Linked DNA regions of Hordeum vulgare: region 2 is linked to region 1. Evidence: chromatin contacts called from public Hi-C data. All regions are on one chromosome and are shown on one strand. The core of a region is the stretch at or near the end of the contact, and the rest is flanking DNA. Distances in the headings are between cores, read along the strand shown.

What was found. A called contact is a pair of places that touch in the nucleus more often than the background predicts.
Region 2: a contact with region 1 is called in a Hi-C map of seedling, with 6 times the contacts expected there. The contact joins the promoter of LOC123439114 here to the enhancer-like site in region 1. A contact is called at or near these places in 1 of 6 Hi-C or Micro-C datasets (seedling) and 1 of 1 datasets of contacts at active chromatin or transcription factors (embryo).

The regions. Positions count from the first base shown.
Region 1 is chr1H:382,247,564-382,255,014 of MorexV3_pseudomolecules_assembly, forward strand. It overlaps LOC123439104 (putative casein kinase II subunit beta-4), which reads right to left. Exons shown (of 5, transcript XM_045115855.1): 2 at 5,456-5,674; 3 at 4,627-4,736; 4 at 4,378-4,543; 5 at 3,660-4,022. The coding sequence ends at 3,889. Among protein-coding and RNA genes, the nearest start is that of LOC123439094, 4.1 kb to the left of the region's middle. Within about 2 kb of position 2,603, at least 2 of the 3 cell types and tissues checked have open chromatin away from gene starts, as enhancers often do. A contact at or near this core is called in seedling, where this site is marked.
Region 2 is chr1H:382,483,314-382,490,764 of MorexV3_pseudomolecules_assembly, forward strand. LOC123439114 (calcineurin B-like protein 1) reads right to left here and starts at 2,955. Exons shown (of 8, transcript XM_045115865.1): 1 at 2,592-2,955; 2 at 2,135-2,217; 3 at 1,054-1,113; 4 at 842-950; 5 at 708-760. The coding sequence starts at 2,676.

The sequences.
Region 1 (7,451 bases), core at 1,353-3,852:
ATTCAACTGGATCAACCAGATCCTAACCACTAATTAACAGTTTTCTTTTCTTATGCTGGGAATGGCCCCCTTGAATGGGTTCAAAGGAATCTCAAATTACGGCTGTTTTTCCATATTTTATGTTTCTATGTTTGGTTTTCTAATTTGTGGGCTTTGCAATTTGTGGAAATATTCTTCATACAAAGGGGAAAAAATCTATCTATGATAACATCATAAATGATTCCTATATTTGTCCTTCAAGTAATTAAATGTAATTTGGGTCATGTTTTTCAACCTGGGATGAAATTGTTCGCTCGTCCTTCGTCCAACATGACATATGCCCCACCACTTATTTATTTACCAAATAATTTTACATTTTCTTCGATAAGCCAATAAATGATTATCAAACAAGGGTTTACTACCAAATAAAGTTATATCAATCTAAAAAACTACTTCCTCCGTCCTACACCCTTCATGTCAAAATAAGTGTCACAATTTTATATTAGCTCTAGTACAGAATTGTACTAAGCTTAGGAAACTTATTTTGAAAAAAACGCTTTTATATTATGTGACGGAGGAGGGAGTATATTTTACACACTGTTAAATTAATATGTGCAGTTAATTCACAGGCTAACCTAGCAAAATATTTATTCTCCAGTTGCTAGGCACAAGTAATTATCTGGTTTAAATACTTGTTAGGCAGTGATAGTCTTGCCAGAACCCCTTTTTGCTGATGTATGCAGAGTTTGTCCTTTGTTTACGATCCCAATCAAATTGCAATTATTGAGAATACAAAATGAAGCCGAACAGTGCTAGTTACATTGGAAGTAACGTCCTTTAAAAACATGGGTACAATGCTCACGTCGTAGGTGTGAAGTTTCTTATGCACGAATGTCGTAGAAGACAAAAGATGCTAAATAATACTCCAGCCGTCCACAAATATAAGATGTTCTAACTTTTTTTATGAATTACTACCTTCGTTTTTAAATACTTTCTTTGTCTCAAAATAAGTGTCATCGATCTGGTATAAAATTTATATACTAACTTAATACAGATGTTACGACACTTATTTGAAAACGAAAGGAGTACAAGTCTTTTTAGAGATTTCAGTAAAAACTATATACAGATGTATACAAACATACTTTATAATATAAATCACTTATTTTGCTTTGTATGTAGTTTATAATAAAATATCTAAAAAGGCATATATTTAGAAATGAAAGGAGTAGATGCATATAAACATTTTTTTAATGTGTTTGTTCAGTATTTTTAGTCCGTGCGTAGTTTATATTGAAATATTCATAACATCATATATTTGTGAACGAAGACGGTACTGGAACATTTTTCTCACCAACAAAAGAAAAAACTAAGAAACACTTCAGACACACGGGTTAGCAGATCACAGCGACTTAGCGTGGGATGCATGCATTTAGCTAGCAGACTCACACTTTTACTCGCGATGTACTACTTGGTTAGGTTTTGCAGGTCTGTTTGCCTGCACATGGAACCCAAGGATGAAAAGTGGTAGGCGGATAGGGCCAGCACGTTGGACGGTTGGAGGTCTCCCATTTCCGTGTGCCTTCGCCTTGCCTGGATCTGGCTTTGTCATGTGTGCGTGCAAGGAAAACAAGGGGAATGGATGGGGCTCTATTCAGCAGGCCACGATTAGAATTTCCCCTGCAAAAGCAAGCCCTCGGCCATTTTGGTCCGTCAATTTATTACTCTATCCGTTCTACACAGCGCGTATAATTTCTTCTGAAAGCCAAACTTCAAGTTTCTACATTTGCAATATCCAAACATATGCATTTGGTATTCTGTTTGCAGATATTTGTTTCTACAAACTTGATCAAAGCTTGCACGCTTTAATACCTCTGCGCGCTTGGTCCTCGTGGTGTGCTCTAGTACTAGTACGTGGCTGAGCCAAAGTGGCTGCAGTTACGAGCTCAGGACAAGATCGTTTCTAAGTTTAGAGGCACAGCACACGTGGCCACGTACGGTGCTTCAGGTCACAGTGGACGGCAGCATGCGGCGAGTGAGGTTACGAGCACCACTCCTAAGTTTAGGCGCGGAGTAGACATGGTTTTGGTGGCTGGAGTTACGAGCTTCCTAAGTTTAGCACTGACACTGGCACACACACTTGCGATGCCCCGAAGAGGCTATTTTTACTGGGTGTGAAGACAGTGTTCGTTTCTAAGTTTAGCAGCGCGCAGTACCACGCGGCTGCGGTGGTCCAAGTGCCGCGACGAGGTCGCCGTTCCTAAGTTTAGTGGTGCAGTGACTGGAGCTGCGAGCTCAAGAGAAGACCGTTTCTAAGTTTAGTTTGTATGGTCCGTGCACTCAGTGGCGGGTCTATTATTGCTCTTGTTCATGAGTTGAGTTCAAGGCAGAGTCGTGTGTTTGGAATATTCCATACGATGATTCAGGGTGGACATGTGAGTTGATAATACAGTGGCAGTAGTATAATGAGAATGATAATTTGTTGAGAATTGAGGCGTCACCGGGTCAAAAGAGGACACGTTCGTCGTGGCGCGGTTGATGTTGATGAGCAGGCTACATCGCCATGCTTATCCACATCCGTGGGTGGCATGACGGATGGATAATATCCTACGTGTGCCACAGGGTTATTTTAATGCAAGGTGTCCAGGCATCATAAATCAGAATAGACAATTGCTCCTGCATGGGTTTTAGTATGACAGTGATACCGTGTGTTTGCTTCGACTAATCATGGAGAAAATGGGCCAACTTGTTTGCTCATCACACCATCTTGATCCAACATCAAGCACGGCTCTGCCCTATTTTTAATGTTCTTCTTGCTTCTATTTGCAGGGGAAACCAGTGTTTTTCTGCGCATTAAAAAAACTACTGAGGAAATTACTCTACTTACTCCGTTCCTAAATGTTTGTTTTTAAAAAAAATTAACTACGGATTATATACGAAACAAAATGAATGAACTTAGACTCTAAATTACTCCCTTCATCCGATGAAAATGTGCATATAGACATTTTAGAACAAATTATAAAGTGAAGTAAAAGATGCATTGAAAAGATGCAACACCATCTCTCTCCTCTTTAATTACCCAACCCCAATGAGCTAAGTATATGTAAAAATTAATAAGATTATGTGTAGAATGTCATTAGTCTTGATTACTGTATGATGAGAGAGAAACATTTTTTTATTTTAAAGTGCATTGGAAAGATAAAAGTATACTCTTTTGTGGATAAATTTTAAAGCCAAACGTACATTTTTCATCAGACAGAGGGAGTATATCTATACATCCGTATGTAGTCCATAGTAAAATCTTTAGAAAGGCAAATATTTAGGAACGAAGGGAGTACTACATAGTTTATGTATACCTTTCCAACAATAAACTCACAGAACATACTAACAGGAAAACCAAGAACTTGCACGAATACACGAAGATGTAAGTGCCTTGCTAGACGAGAACATAGAGAATGCAAAGTTCTCGAAAGTAATCACACAATAACGTAAGAAACTACTCTCTTCATCCACAAATATAAGGTGTTATAACTTTTTGTTTCTAAATCAGGTGTACATAAAGACGTTTTAGTGCGTTTATTCACTCATTTTAGTCTGTGTGTACTCCATACTGAAATATTCAAAACATCTTATATTTGTGAATGGAGGGAGTTAACTTGCTAGGTTGACCTAGACGCATCAGATTCAGACACAGAAAAACTCCTGCTAACATGCAAATGTGCATAGCTTGATCAAGTGAAGAAACCTAGATTACACAGCAGTCATACAACAAAACAGATACAGTTGCTCAGCAGTTTACAGCAAGATTCAAGCTCGCGAGTACTCGAATCAAGAGGCCACAACATTTTGAGGCCATGGTGTTCCATCTCTAACACTAGGTAAAAACAAATTGCGCCCGCTGGTAAAAGTTTGTCACGATTGCTTGTGAAGTTTGAAGCCAAAAACCCTTGGAACGTATTGCTGTGATGGCTTCTGTGGCTTCAGGTGTGGATATGTCATCAAGAAGAGATGAGGGAACGTCGTACCAAAGTATGCTCCATCAATGTCTTGGCTGAGTAAAGGATGTAACAGCGGTAGAAGGTTTGTTTCTAGTATAACTGTAACCACCAAACACATGTATGAATATGCAACACAAACTGCCAAAAGGTCCAAAATGCAGGATGAAGGAAAGTCGAATCATGTTTAGTGCGGACCACAAATTACTACCTAAACCTTTTTCTATACAGTTATATCACAGTGCTAAATTTCCACAAAACCGCATCAGAAATTACATAAGCAATCATAATATGAGAAGAGCATGTTTCATGGGTCACACAAGTTAATACTCTTACGATGGATGGATATATTATATTAGTATATTATTACTAATAATTTTAGCAGAGTGAAAAATCAAAAGGATACTGCCTTGGTACTTGGACCTTGGATAGTGTAAGTCTTCACATTTTGGACAAAACACCTTCACTGTGCTTGACCTAGGAATGTCTGATTGCCCTGCTGGAAGACAGGGCTGGCCACAGCAGTATACTCGAGGGCATCTGCCAAAATCATAATTCTTGAACTTTTCTAACTGCAACAAATAAAAATGTAGTAATTCAGTACTCTGGCAAGAAAGAATTATATCTTGACGCATAAGATGAAAACATATATTACCATTGCAGCTAGACCCTTGCTAGTTAAGATGTACCGTGCATGGATTAAACCATACAGCATCTCTGCAGATGACTCAATTAATTCATTTTGCTCCTCAGTGAATACATCACCTGTACAAAAATGGCCCCACTTAGATGAATTCAACAGTACCTTCTGCGGATACTAGAGTGCGGAATGAATATACACAGTTGCTGGAATTTTGCTTCATTATGAAATGAAATTGATGAACATAAACAAAGATATTATTAAAAAAATAAGTAGACGATCTGAAAATGCAAATAATAGATGGTAAGATTCAGAAAAAAAAAACACTTTTAACCCTAAACTTGGAGAAAGTTCAGTTTTCAACCTGAACTCTAAAACCATTGGAAATGCTACGGCAAACTACTGAAATAGCCCGCTTATTTTTTGTACAGGTGATGGTTGTGACATGCCAATGGCGTGGATGTCACCACCAGAAACAAACACTAAAGAAAACAATTCCAAAAGAAACTATACCATCCGGGTTAAAAACTTTCACAGAAAGATATACCAGAATTGTACAAACAGATAAAAGAATGGAATTTGATAACATGCAGCGACGTGACATTGAGGTTGCATCTGTGTGGCTTCCACATTAGTCAAAACCACCGCCTGTGAAACCGCTTGAGCTTTAAAAGTGGGCAGTTTCAATAGTTCAAGGTTGCATTTCAAGCGCTTTTAGAGTTCAAGGTTGAAGAGTGAATTTTTTTTCACACAGAAATAACATGTTAATTGCATTACACTGTTACTGGTGTATTTAGTATTTACAGTAAAAAAAAAGTAGCTTCTTAAGAAGAAACAATCTCACCATTAGAAGACTCAATGTCTAGGATGAGATCAAGTGCATAATCATAATATGGCACCTGATTGCTTAGGCCACAGAGATTGAAATCATCCTGTATATAATCATCATCAATCTCACAGAAGAATTCGTTGCCTCGCAAGCTACAGAACCATGAAATCCAAGATGTGTCCTCTCCTTCAGAACCGCTAACATCAGAATCTTCACTGTCAGTTTCGAATTCCTCTGCAGTGCCAAAATAAGAAGGTTAGAGTATATAGTAAAAAATGCTTTTATTTATCTTTCCTACTTATAAAGATTGGAGTTGGTGGTGAGTTTACACATGGAACCAACAACTTCATCAATAAACAAATGCGACCCTATCCACATGTATAGACTAACAACCTTGAAGAGACATACATAAACAAATGTACTTTTACTAACATGTGTGATCTAAAATACAAACAAGTACACTACTAATTTCAGGTGAGACCAACACATATAGAAGACACAAATAACAAACGTAGAAATGCAACTCCAACTCAAAATTATGCTCTTATTTTCAGTTTCTCTCCCCAACCAAGTTCTTCCAGTTTTATATCACAGAACAAGAGAGTGAACAAACTCTGATTCCAAAGCGATGATAGACCCTGTCTTCCTACCCAATCCATGATATTGTGCAGACAACTTACTAATGACTATTCTCATATGTCTCAACATTTGTTTACTAACATGTGCGATCTAAAATACAAACAAGTACACTACTAATTTCAGGTGATACCAACACATATAGAAGACACAAATAACAAACGTAGAAATGCAACTCCAACTCAAAATTATGCTCTTATTTTCAGTTTCTCTCCCCAACCAAGTTCTTCCAGTTTTATATCACAGAACAAGAGAGTGAACAAACTCTGATTCCAAAGCGACGATAGACCCTGTCTTCCTACCCAATCCATGATATTGTGCAGACAACTTACTAATGACTATTCTCATATGTCTCAACATTTGAAATGTTATTACTTAAGATTCTCCAATTGATGTCCCATGATACTTCATTGTATTTTCGCTCTTTTTAACCGTGAACCGCACGCAAAGGCTGCAGGACACCAATGTATTTTAATGACTTTCTAAGCCAATGACCTAACTCCTCAATATTTTATAGTTTCGTAGCAAAGACGGGCATTGTGCTAGTAATCACAACTGTCCCCGTAAAGCGACGTCCTGAGGAACAACACTACTCCCTCCAATCCATATTAGTTGTCGTTGAACTAGACATATTTCAGTGTTAGATACATCCATTTGAGCAACAATTAATATGGATCAGAGGGAGTACGAATATCCATGTGTCTCACAAACGTAAAAAAGCATGATATTCTATAGATTAGAAAAACACAAAGAACATCACTATAGCGACAAAGCAAAGAGAAAAAAAAACTTTCTTATTGAGTTACTCCACAAAAATTTGAATTCATAGTGTTCGATATCCCCAAGGGTGTCTAGGGCAAGCCTAAGGTGTTCAATCCTCAAACAACACATGATTTAACAGAAATGACCAGTTCAAACAGAAAATATAAGAGCAACTCTAGCAGAGTGACCATAAGTAGAGTCGTCATATTGCATATGGAGCACACTCCATAATGTTTTGGAGGCCGGCGAGCCTTTGCGCAAATACATAATCACCATAAGGCCTTGTACAATGCTAGGTGCTTAGAAAATAAACCTTGTTTTTTTTAAGCACCAGCGCCTATTTCTACTGGAGAGATGCCTAATTAAGCGTCTAACCTGTACAAATAAGCACCGGTGCTTAGAGAAACACTGGTTTATTTATCTAAGCATCCCACCTAAGCGCCTTGCATTGTGCAGGCCTAAACATAGACTCCAAAAAATTTCTCCATGTGGGGTCGGTTTGTCTTTGGCTCACAAGACCTCTTTCTTCCCCATCTCACCAAACAACAATGGAAGAAGTTTCGAGCTTGATTTCAGAAAGGATGTTTACTCCGATTTCAACAAAGATATCTAA
Region 2 (7,451 bases), core at 1,705-4,204, 240 kb after region 1:
TGGGTGGATGAAGTGGCGCCAAGCTTCTGGCGTACTCTGTGACAAGAGAGCGCCACAAAAGCTAAAAAGCAGGTTTTATAGGACAGCTAACCGACCTGCGATGTTGTATGGCGCGGAGTGTTGGCCAACCAAGAGACGACATATCCAACAGTAAGGTGTAGCAGAGATGCGCATGTTGAGATGGATATGTGGCCACACAAGGAAGGATCGGGTACGAAATGACGATATACGAGAGAGACTTGGGGTAGCACCGATTGAAGAGAAGCTGGTCCAGCATCGTCTCGGATGGTTTGGACATATTCAACGGAGGCCATCGGAAGCGCCGGTGCATAGCGGACGGATAAAGCATGCTGAGAATGTTAAGAGGGGTCGTGGTAGACCAAACTTGACATGGGAGGAGTCCGTTAAGAGAGACCTGAAGGTTTGGAATATCGACAAAGACTTAGCCATGGACAGGGGTGCGTGGAAGTTAGCTATCCACGTTCCAGAGCCATGACTTGGTTTCGAGATCTTATGGGTTTCAACTCTAGCCTACCCCAACTTGTTTGGGACTGAAAGGCTTGGTTGTTGGTAGTACACAAGTGCACACACTTCTGGATTTTTCAGTCACACAGCAACGCATTTCTTCTGTATATACAACTAATTCAGAAAATTTCAGAAGAAAAAAACCATGGGCGTAGGCACAAACCAAGAAGGGCAGAAATTACCTCCTTCCGTTCTATAAAGCCTGTACCATCCATATCATATAGCTTGAAGGAAACTGTCAAGCAGCTCAAAACCTTTAGAAAGAGAGAGAATGGTATCTATAAACTGAAGAAAAGACAGAAACGCAACAACTTACAATCAATTTTCTCTTCCACTGGAAAATTTGGATGGAATACATTTAAAGCTCGAACAAAGTCGCCAAAATCGATGACGCCCCTTTTCTTGACATCGAAAAGGTCGAATATCTACAAGGCCAATTTCATATAAGTCAATTGTAGTGATAACATTGTGCCCCAGCATATAATATGTAATATCACAGATAAGAATGGTTGCCAAGGGGATGTGTACCCGATTAGCGAAAAGATTTTCCTTCCTTGTGTTTTTGAACAATGCAAGCTGGAACTCTTCCTGCGTATATATGAATATAAATTACTTATAGTTTCAGTTGCCAGTAAATATAGTACCTAATGACATCGAGATGATAGTTCACTGTGGTACATATAATTGCAGATATGTGCCGGTTAACATGACAACAAGTAACAAATTCTTTGATATATATATAACCATAAGATACATTTATAATTACGCTGGACAAGGAAAGCATTCTCCCCAGGTGTCTAGAACACTACCATGAATGATCAAATCAAATTTTGCAATATGAAAATGCCAATCAAGCAGTTGGCTTATGTAAGCAGTAAGGCATGAAATGAGCCTTGAAGTTTAGCTAGACTACGATAACATGAGATGCAAGATAACGACTAAAACCTTGAGCTACATGATGTTCATATAACTTGCAATAATATCTGATGCAGGACACATTGTGAGTTTGTGACACGGTTATCTTAGGAACAAGTTCTTCATGAGAAAATGTGTTGACTTGTAGTCTGCATGGGAAAGATAATAATAATGAGCCAAAAGGCATTTATGTGCTTTAATTTTTATTCTATGTTTTGCACAGGCCACAAGAATGGAAATTTTTGCATGAAACTCAAAATCTACCTAATACTGACCTAAGTGTGTGAAACTTTTTTTTTGGAAGAGATAAAATACTTATTTAGAGCCGGGAGCATGTACTCCCGAGCTCTACTAGGCTTCACCGTGTCATAGTTATTTATGAAACGGGCTCATTGGGTTGTACAACAAGAATAAATGTTTGGCGACATATACAACAAGAATCCATTTTCACTTAGTATGTTGAGAGATAGTAGAACTATTGATGGCTAAATGTAATCACGGAAAAAGGGTATTTCCGCATAAATTAATCAGTTGTAAGAGGGTCGGAACAAGCGGAATGTAATTTCAGCATAGCAATGTTCGATTTCGTCTGAATGGTACAGACAAAAGTATGCAAAAATAGGTCTCAGGTGCTTATTTGATGTTTGTATATGTCGACCTGATAAGGGATCACACGTTCATAAGAAATCGGTACCTTATTGATCAAACCATCATCGATCACTGATCCACTAATGCTCTTGAACAGCTCAAACAACGCCTCGACTTCGCTGACGCTGACTACATGAACAGAACAACAAGTGCACGGAGTCAGGCAAACATCGAATCAAAATTCACAAGGAAGGGGGTGGGTCAATAGCAGATGGCCGATGAATATCACAGCAAGTAAAACATAAGTTAAGCATATCTACTGGTCAGATTATTCGAATTGCCTCGACTGGCTACAGGATCCATGGCAACCTACACGGCCGGCTGCAGAAGACAAGTCCCATTCCAAATCCTAATCCCAATTCCCAAGTACGCGAGGGCTAGAACGCCTAGCAAGAAGCAGAAGCTGGATCCATTTACCCTTTTCCGAGAAATGAAGCGGAAGCTGGATTCACGGAATGGGTTGCGTAGAAAAGGGGAAAAGTGATGCGAGCAAGCGAGCTCACAGGCGGTCTGGGAGGCGAGTTGTACGGGGTCCTCGTAGCCAGCAGGGTGCTGCCTCCGCTTCGGCGTGGACTGGATGCACCCCATGGCCTAGCTCGCCGCGGCCGGAGAAGAGCACCTAACGCCGCCGCGACCAATCACGCATCACCGCCGCCTCCACCCACTGCATAGAAGTGTGGGGCCGCAGCGCCAGCAGGTGAGGCAGCGGATCCGGGCGGATTCCGGCGGTCAGGGGAGGCGTGCGGGCGTGCGGGCGTGCGGCGGTCTGGTTTTGGCTGGTGGGATATGGAGATGGAGTCGCGGAATCTCTGCAGCGGAACAACCAACAGCGAGAGCTGGTGGTAGTAGTCGCATTCCGGCTCGGGGGCTGGGAGCAGGCCCCTCCCTTTACGCACGTGACGGTCGGTCGAAATCCACCGGGACTGGGAGCGCGTCTGCTTCGAATCAGAGACCGCCCCGAAAGTCCGAGCCTGACCCGAGTCGTGTGGTGTGGGCGCATGAAAGATGACGCGTGCCCACATCGTGGTCGCTTGGAACGCATGCCACTTGTCGTTCCTTGGTCCCGCCGATATTGCTTTCTGTCACAGTACAATGAAAACGGAAGAAAACGAACAAATTATTTTCAAGTATATATGCATCTGAAAGGGATAGAAGAAAATGTGTCTATTCGGAGGCATGCGATCAAAGCAAGTACCTTTTGACAATAAAGAGAACATACATGATTGTTTGCGGTTGGACACACCTTTAGTAATGACGTCCGTTAATTAGCATGTGGTAATTGATAATAGTCACGTGCTAATTAATTTCAACACTCCCTCTTATACGAGGCCAATTTTTTGCATGATGCATCATTGAAGGCTTCTTATATATTCATCTCTTGTCTTGAAAAATCCTTAATCTTGACATTCTCTTTCAAAATCATGTGACAAAAATATGATAAGAGTAGTATAGATATGTCGCTAAAACCCTTTTAAACCAGTGGAAAAATTAATTAGAAAGAAATATCATCATACGATAATTATTGTATCCTTGAAACTCATGTGAGAAAAATATTTGAAGAAGGAGAAAACTCATTGGCGAATTTATAAGACAATAAATATGATTTATCACTTTTATTTTGAATGCCCATGAGGAGAATTGAAAGTATAGCATGCATCACCTTATTAGAAACATTTTATGAGGGACTTCGATAGAAAACTCATAAGGAAAGAGAATGTGTGTGATGTGCCATTAAAAACTCCTTTAAAACAAAGTGAAAGGGATATAAGAAGAAAATGATATGGCATATGATGGTAATTATTTATTTGATAACTTATATAAGAAAATATCGAAATGATAAAACTCATTGGTAAGTTCAGAGGATAATTAATATGCCTTGTATACATTTGCTAAAAATCTAATGGAAAAGAGGAGGTGTGGCATATATTCTTGTGTTGATATTATCTCATTAAAATCTTGATGAGATCCTGAAGAGTAAACTCACAAAGGAAAAAGGAGTGTAGGTAATATAATGTGTGAATATATTACAATTCAAGAAGAGACTCCCCTGATTCTTATAAATGTCTAAGTCACTGCATAACAATTCTATGAACATGTTTCAATAGTGTTGAAGTTGATAGAGACTTCATGAACAAATCAACAAGATTGTCGCATGATATACCTTTGCAAGGTGGGGGGTATGGTGATATTACTTATTAACACTACTTCAGGAAGGCCTAAGATCACATATGGCTCTCCACCCAAACCGAGTCGTTGGTGTACACCACCTAGAGGTCCATCAACCTCACATGGGTGTCCACTACGGGACTCAAGGTGAACTGCCGCTCGTCGTCATCATCAGACATTGGGAGCGCCACTAGAGCCCCTAGATATCCTCTGCGTATGTGTTATCATGGGTGTGCTTATTGTGTCGTGGGGGCGCGATAGGAAGGTTAAAGAGATTAAGACAAATGGCTATGGAAATAAAAGAGTGGGGGACGGACATCTGATACTTGTGATCTGTGTTGGGTTTTTCCCCGAAGAGGAGGGGATATATGATGCAGCACAGTATAGATAAGTATTTCCCTCAGTGAGAACCAAGGTTATCAAACCAATAGGAGGATCACACAACTTCCCGTCTTCAGCATCTACACACAAAAGAGCACACACTCGCATCCAAAGGAGGCAAGAGGTTGTTAGTTGCGGATGCTTGCGATAGGGGGTAATCATAAGTAGGTTGTTAGTTCAAGTAAGAACAACACCTTAGCACCTGTCCACCCACATATCAAATTATCAAAGTAGCAAATGCGAATCAACTCAATATGATGAACATGACTAGACAGGAATTCCCATATGTCCTCGGGAGCACTTACTTTATATAAGAGTACTTTCAGGCATGTTCGTTGCTATAAAAAGGATTGGGCTACCTTGATGCACATTTTCTACTATTGTTACTTGTCACTTGTTACGGATTATCTTGCCACAAAACTATCTATCACCGTTACTTACAACACTTGCAGGAATACCTTGCTGAAAGTTGCTTATCATTTGCTTCTGCTCCTCGTTGGGTTCGACACTCTTACTTTTTAAAGGACTATGATTGATCCCCTATACTCGTGGGTCATCGACAAGGTTGTGAGAATCAAGACTCAAGTCTTAGAATCTTACGACCTTACGATCCAAACTAGCCCCTCCGATTGTATGATTTTGCTCATAGAATCTAAGTTTCTATGATCAAGGTTGTGAGAATCGCGACTCAAGTCTTAGAATCTTACGACCTTACGATCCAAACTAGCCCCTCAGATTGTATGATTTTGCTCATAGAATCTAAGTTTTTACGACCCTAGTAGTTATGATTCTAAGATTCACGATCCTACCAACAGAGTTTTGTTCCAATTCAGAATCTCAATTCTGACAACTTTGGTCATCAAGACTCTTTTCTGGTGCCGTTGTCGGGGAGTGAAGCGTCTTTGGTAAGTGGAAGTTGGTAAGGAAACATTTTCGGTACGTGTTGAAATTTAATGTTGCTTATCACTATGAACGGTCACCCTTTGAGTGGCTTGTTCGGGGCATCTTCGTCTCGAACGGAAGTTGAGAAAGTTGTTCCTCAACCCGATGAACCTACTAAAAATATTTATTATGAGATTCCTTCGCTTCTGTTAGAGAAATTGCTGGCTAATCCTTATAACGGTTCAACTCATCCTGATTACCATTTGATATATGTCGATGAGATTTGTGGATTGTTTAAGATTTCAGGTCTACCCGGAAACAAAGTTAAGAAGAAAGTTTTCCCTTTATCTTTGGAGGGAAAAGCACTAATGTGGTATAGGCTATCGAATGATATTGGATCATGGGATTGGAATCGCTTGAAGCTGGAATTTCATCAGAAGGTTTACCCTATGCATCTAATTCATCATGATCGAAATTTTATTTATAATTGTTGGCCTCGTGAAGGAGAAAGCATCGCTCAAGCTTGGGGCGTCTTAAATCCATGATGCACACTTGCCCAAACCATGAGCTCTCAAAGGAATTGATTATACAAAAAATTTACGCTCGACTTTCTCATGATGATCAAACATTACTCGATGCATGTGTTGTCGGTTACTATATGAAGGAGACTATTGAATTTAGAAGGGATCTTCTAGAAAAGATTAAACGCAACCCTGAAGAGTGGGAACTCGATGAAGGTAAAGAGTTAGGCAGAATGCTTAATTTTGATTGTGTTAGATCTTTCATGGAAACTTCTCCTTTTCATGAGTTTAGCAATAAATATGGCCTTGACTCTGAGATAGTAGCTACTTTTTGTGAATCTTTTGCTACCTATGTTGACCTTACCAAGGAAAAGTGGTTTAAATATCATCCTCCATTGAAAAATTACCTCAGGAACCTATTAAAATTTAGAAGGAAGAAATAATTGTTAACCATGTTGATCCAATTGTTCCTATTGCTTACATTGAGAAACCTGCTTTCCCTTTAGGATTAGAGAACATGTTAAGGCTACAACAGTGGTTAATAAGAGTTATGTTAGAACACCTACACCTTCTGAACAAATAAATGTTGAGCCTAATGTTGCTATAGTTAAAGATCTCCTAGTTGATAATATTGACGGGAGGTTATTTATCTCTGCGATGAAGCTGTTAGAATTGTAGAACCTGTTAGAAAACAAACAAGATGAACTAGATAAAAATAAACTAGTGGTAGGCACACATGTTATCTCAGTTAAAATTGGAGATCATTGCTATCATTGGCTATGTGATATTGGTGCTAGTATTAGTGTTATACCTTATACATTATATCAAGAAATTATGTATGATATAGCACCCTCGGAAATTAAAGATATTGATGCCACTATTAAGCTTGCAAACCGTGTTACTATTTCACCACTAGGGATTTTTAGAGATGTTGAAGTCTTGTACTGAAAAGTCAAGTACCCCACTAATTTCCTAGTACTTGGTTCGGAACAAGATAACTTTTGTCCCATCATATTCGTTAGACCTTTATTGAATATTGTTAACGCTGAAATTAACTGTGCTACCGAGAAGGTCAAAGTGAGCTTTGGTGACATAACTCATGAGTTTTATTTCTCTAAGTTTAGAAAACAACACATGAAAAAGAATTGCCTAGTAAGGATGAACTAATTGGTCTTGCTTCTGTTGTTGTACCTCCTACAGATCCACTAGAACAATATTTGCTAGACCATGAGAATGATATGCATTTGAATGAAAGGAATGAAATAGATAGGATACTCCTTGATCAACAACCTATCCTTAAGCACAACTTACCAGATGAAATTTTAGGCGATCCTCCTCCACCAAGGGAGATCCTGTATTTGAGCTTAAGGCTTTACCTGATACTTTGAAATATGCTTATATTGATGATAAGAA